Linked DNA regions of Xenopus laevis: region 2 is linked to region 1. Evidence: chromatin contacts called from public Hi-C data. All regions are on one chromosome and are shown on one strand. Each heading gives the region's core, a stretch centred on a gene start, on an enhancer-like site or on the middle of the called end of the contact. The rest is flanking DNA. Distances are from core to core; before and after follow the strand shown. Region 1 has its middle 79 kb from the start of LOC108709126. Region 2 overlaps klf12.S (Krueppel-like factor 12).

Region 1 (2,846 bases), core at 178-2,677:
TATATTTGGCACAACTCTTGCACACGGAGATCAGCCCGTTCAGGTGCCTGGAAAACAGCTAAATGGATCACCCTTATTTTAGCCACAAACCTGAATATATCTGATAACAGATTTATTGTAAGCGTGCCCGCGACAACACTGTGATATTCTCTGTTCTTCAAATCCTTTTTGCTGTGAAGTGGCACAAAAAAATGACAGTTTCAGACAACTGATATCAAGCACAGATACTCACTATGCAGAGTGGTGTCCGTAATTCTGATTCTTTACATGTATTACAGTAATAGTCTAATAGCAAAATATTCACAAATAACAAGACCAATGATTTTTTTAAAGGATTAGCTCTATTTAGAAAGTATTCCCTAACATTCTGATAAACAGGAACATAGACAAATACTCAGGCCGGAGGGCCGACTGAAAAAAAAAAATGAATGGAAGCAACACTAACGTGCAAACATTAAGATAAAATGTAATAGTCGTAACTGGTACGTGTAAATAAAAAGTATTCAATTGCCACTGAAATGAGTGGGCACTGCCATTAATCATGGGCAGGGAGAGATTCCCCAATATCATAGGTGCTCTTGTTTTGTATTGCTTAACTTTATATTCAGGAGCTCTCCTATTCATCTGTCATTGTGATAAACTGTAGCTTAATTAAACCTGAATATCCAAGATATTCCAACTCCAAGAGCTGGAGTGGGAGGCAAAAACACAAAGGGGCAGATTTATCAAAGTGTGAGCTCACCACAGAAAAATTCACCCACTTTTTTATTCATTCCTAGGGGATAATAGACAGAAAGATTTAAACTGCCAACATAAATCCTTTAGATGGAGTCAGCAGCTTATCTGCCCATGTATGGGACTATCCAACAAGGCTATTTGACCAATACCTGGGCAAAAATCAGCCAGATGTCCATTGGGCAGGTTTGATTTTTTACCTTTGATCGAGGAACTCATCAGCGTGTTGATGCAGGGGGGGAAGATCCACTCATTTGGTGACCTGGTCATATGAGGAGATCTTATAATATATAGCCACCTTTACAATCCTACTTTCTAAGCCACAGAAAAAGAGAACTGCCCCTTAAAGGCAGTAACATTAAAATATTTTATTTAAAAAATCTGTTCTATAACCTAAAAATAATAGTCATGCCCAATACATTTAAATCGCATACCTTGCGTTTTTTAAAATTGGCAAAAAACCTTCTCTTCATTCACTTTGGAAAAAGGCGATAGGGTGACCAGCTCTCCACTGCGTGCGCGCCCCCCGATGCTTTTCCTCCACAAAGCACTTCTGGCTGTAAGGAACCAGAAGAAAGAGCAGCTAGGAGGTAAGTAAGGTCATGCTGGCTGGGGAACGGCAGAGCAACTGAACAGGCTGCAACTGAGGGAATGCCTGGGCAAGGGAGGCTGTGGGGAGGGAAAAGCTGTGCTGAGGGAAGAGAGAAATGCTGAGGGGAGGGAATGGAACGGCTGGGCAAGAGAGGCTGCTGGGAGAGAACCGTAAGCGATGTCACGAAACCGGAATTTGGGAGCCGAAAACCAGGAAGTGGATAACGGCAGTGTGCACGTAGTGGAGAAGAAAATTCTGGTGGGGCAAGATGGCGGGGACCCCTTGGACTCCATCTGGAAGCAATGGTTTCATCCTTACTAGACATGCAGGATGCAGCAGCGTATTGGAAGTTTCTTAGTTACAGTAAGTGTTGTGTTACTGGTCCTTTTAGGAAAATAAATGGCTGCTAAGGCCTCATTAACAAGTAGATGTGTAATCCTGCCAGCCAGTAAACACCCATATATACTTAAAGGGGTTGTTCACCATCAAACACTTTTTTTCAGTTCAGTTGGTTTTCAGATCGTTCACCAGAAATAAAGAATTTTTCTATTTTGACCGTTTTTTTAATACTGAAGTGTAAAGTTTAATTTTTCACCTTCTAAATCAGCTCTGGGAGGGGGGGGGTCACTAACTCTTTAGGGCAGAGACACACGGTCAGATTCGGGGAGATTAGTCGCCCGGCGACAAATCTCTTCTCCGGGGCAAATAATCTCCCCAAACTGCTTTCCCGCCGGCTAGAATGAATGGCAATCGGGGAGCTTCATTTTCCTAAGTCACCCGAAGTTTCCTTGTGAGGCAAGTTCAGGCGACTTCGGAAAACGAAGAGCTCCGAGTGCCATGCCGCCGTCAATTTTCATTCTAGCTGGCTGGAAGGCAGTTCGGGGAGATTAGTCGCCCCAAAGAAGAGGAGATTTGATGACTGGCGACTAATCTCCCCGAATCTGACCGTGTGTCTCTGCCCTTAACTGACCTAAATTGATACATTTAGTTGATACATTTGTTATCTTTGTCCCTACTGAGCAGAATCCCTGAGTTCCATTAAAGACAGCTGTTAGAATTGATACAATAGGTGCTAATTTTATACTGCTGAGAAATGTATCAATGTAGCAAAAAATTATAACAGTTCAGAATCTGCTCCTGGATCACTGAGCTGCCAGACAAACACTAGAGACACTAATATTAAACTTTAAACTTCAATTTTGGGAAACTGGTAAAAAAATAAAAAATGGAAAGCAATTGAAAAAAGTCTTTATTTATAGTGAACAATCTGAAAACAATTGAACTGGAAAAAGTGTCTTTAATGGTTATTAGATTACTGATTGTGTGTGCCATTTTTATGAATTTTTAACTTAGCAAAAAAAAAATGATAATATACAACCTCCCACACACTGGTTATACAGTATTTCCTATTACTAATGTTTGTGAAGGAATAAAAATATCCCAGAACAATGACAGATTCAAACTGTGATGGGTAAAATACAGCCAGACATAAAAGAAAACAAACAAAACATGATTGTAT
Region 2 (2,846 bases), core at 235-2,734, 180 kb before region 1:
CACAATGTTTAATACCACAAATTACTACAGCTCCATTCTACTGTTGGTTATTTTAAACATGGACATATCTTCTCTAATAGTATGGCATCCCAGTTTTATGTGCAGACATATTTTATTCATTTAGAACCAATGCTTTTATGTAGGGCTGCATAAACAATACTCTGTTCCTTTTTAGAGAACATTCTTAGTGGACATGATAAATACTTATATGGGTTACTTAGGGTTGAGCATTACTATAAGTTAATTTGTTTGATAACATGAAGATTAGTTATTATGAAAGGGCTATGCCCAGACCTACACCTGTGTCGAAATACTATACCATAGTAGATGGTTGCATTGACAACACCTGCCATGTTCTTCTTACAGTTTTTGGTGATAATTACAATATAAAACAGTTTTAATATTACATAATTTTTTTTACCTTTAAGGTGACCTCTTCCATCTTCCAATAGAGGTACTACAATAGTAGAATTCATATTCCCTGGTGATCTTACAGCAGTATAAACTACCGGGACTGACTGCACCACAACTGGGATACGGTGCACAATTTTGTTGGACTGTAAGTTCAGAGGACTTGTAGGAGGAACAGAGTGAATAATGTGCAAAAATTGTTGACCTCCAATAGCAGATGCTGATGCCACAAGAGGTCCGGGAGTTAATACTGTTGGCACAGATGCCGATGAAGGTACAGGGGTTATCACTGTTGGAGATGATGCTGGACGGCTAGATGAAGAGTTAGAAGAAGGTGATGCTGCTGAGGTTGTAATAGAAACTGGAGATGAGGAAACACCTCTCGGTGACGTTCTAGCTTTGTTTATTGAAAGGTCTACTGGTTCTGTCTGTGTTTGAAAATGATCAGTTGATAACAAGTCCTCGGGAGGCTCAGCCTTCACACTGTTGAGTAAGAGAGGAACAGCTTCCATATTGGGGTAAGTGTGGACCTTTGGTGACTGTAAGGAAAAAATGAGAATTTATTTTTAGAAACACTGCCGCAATATTAATAAGTCAAGAAAAGGACAAATAAAAATAAGAATGTAAGAGTTGTTAGATCATGCTTTGCTATTTCCCCCACTTCCCAGAATGTGCTCTTTCTATAGAGATTACAAACATCAAAATAAATTTTTTCTGAGATTACATTATGTTATAAAGTTGTGGTTTTTTTTGTCGTCCCCCAGTTCTGTGAAATTGATCATCAGCATTTTTCTTCTGCTTTTGTCATATTTATCTTAGCTTCATATTGGGGAATTTTTACAGGAAACCAAGGAGGCATGCAATACAATTTCTAGCCCTATGTTTAGCTATAAAAGAGGCACAACAATTAAAGCTATCCCTAGCCCTGCTGAGCATGTAAAGAAACCAGACGTGCAAGTGCCCGCACCCGACACAACCAGCATGATCCCATCTTTATATACCTGCTCCCGCCCTGCTGTGACGCCAAGAAAGGGTCGAGGCTTGCGCGAGTATATAAAAGGCGTGCACAGGGGAAGAAGTGGGGCAGAAGAAGGCAGAGAATGGAGGCTAAAGTCCAGCCCGAATCTGCCCACAGCACGAGGAAGTACTGTGGAAGTCGGCCGAAACCTGCCCTGCGGGTCCGACGGGCTTTGGCCAGGCCCACACATATCTATAGCCCATAGAGCTGGGAGCTATTGAAAAGAAGGTTGATTTGAAATAAGAATTGAGACTGCAAGAATACAGCACTTGTAACCAGGTCTGTGGAGTCAGTACATGAATCCTCCGACTCCTTTGTTTTTAATATACTAATGTATTTTTCATGTTGATTGATAGAAGTTAAGTTCACAAGGCATTTTATCACTGCCAAAGCTCAAAAATAAAAAACACATTCTTTGGTAATTCTAAACCAAAATCAAAGTTAAACGAATTAACCAAAAACGATTGGAAAACCTAAAAGAGCTTTCATATTAGTTGAACCTGGCATACAGCTGTGGAATAACTGTTAAATAGAATCCAAAATTAACTAAAGTCTTGTTCTTAGAAACAGAATGGCTTCTGCCATATACTCCTTCTTAGAAGCTCCTAAATCTGATATGATTATTTTCAGTGCTTAAATATTTCAAGTTATTAGGAGTCTGAACATTTTTGGCGACTCCAGATACCTAAAATTGCTTCCGACTTGTTACCCTCCACAGAAGCATCCAGGTCAAAAGCCTAATCTTCCCACACCTAGATCTGGCCCAGCCATAATATTCTACAGGCCCATTTTTTATGGTCTTTAAAAGTACTATGATACGGTATATGTGCATCATCTATGGTACAGTACTGCAAAATGATCTGGTACTTCATATGCAACTCCTAAAAATGATCTGGTACTTCATATGTAACTCCTAAAAATAATAACAACAGTTATCTGACTCACTGGGTTTAAAAATGTGTTGGATGTAAAGATGGATGCAAACTTTCTATGGATAAGTGCAATGAGTTGGTCACTAAGCTGTCACACTAACACAAAGTTTTAAGTGTCATTGAAGCTGTTGGGCCTCTTTCTTACATTCCTAATTGTATATCCATAATCAAATCAACCTGAGATGAGAAACAGTCTTGCTGAAATACAGAACATTAGGTTGCACTACTTATAAATAGCCACTGGGGGGAGAGAAAACTTTGCTTGCCATGTTAACAGGCGTAAAGGTACTTTAAATCCATTAACCAAGTTTAGGCATTTGTTTTATGTGTATCGTGCATGTTTAACACCACACAACTTCTTTCTCCAAGCCAAGGCAATTTGCAAAGCTAAAACCATTGTAGCAAGTTGTTTGCACTTATGATTTGGATTTTCTGCTCATAGGGTTGCCATGTGGCCGGTATGGTTGATCCCAATGTTATTAATA

Evidence for each region. Hi-C and Micro-C count contacts between places; a contact is called where the count stands out from the background.
Region 2: a contact with region 1 is called in a Hi-C map of the XL177 cell line, with 5 times the contacts expected there. The contact joins two enhancer-like sites. A contact is called at or near these places in 2 of 4 Hi-C or Micro-C datasets (the XL177 cell line and the XTC cell line).

The regions. Positions count from the first base shown.
Region 1 is chr2S:117,772,787-117,775,632 of Xenopus_laevis_v10.1, reverse strand. No RefSeq gene overlaps it. Among protein-coding and RNA genes, the nearest start is that of LOC108709126, 79 kb to the left of the region's middle. Within about 2 kb of position 1,427, at least 1 of the 7 cell types and tissues checked has an H3K27ac peak or open chromatin away from gene starts, as enhancers often do.
Region 2 is chr2S:117,950,444-117,953,289 of Xenopus_laevis_v10.1, reverse strand. klf12.S (Krueppel-like factor 12) reads right to left here. Exons shown (of 6, transcript XM_041584334.1): 3 at 422-950. Among protein-coding and RNA genes, the nearest start is that of klf12.S, 88 kb to the right of the region's middle. Within about 2 kb of position 1,484, at least 1 of the 7 cell types and tissues checked has an H3K27ac peak or open chromatin away from gene starts, as enhancers often do.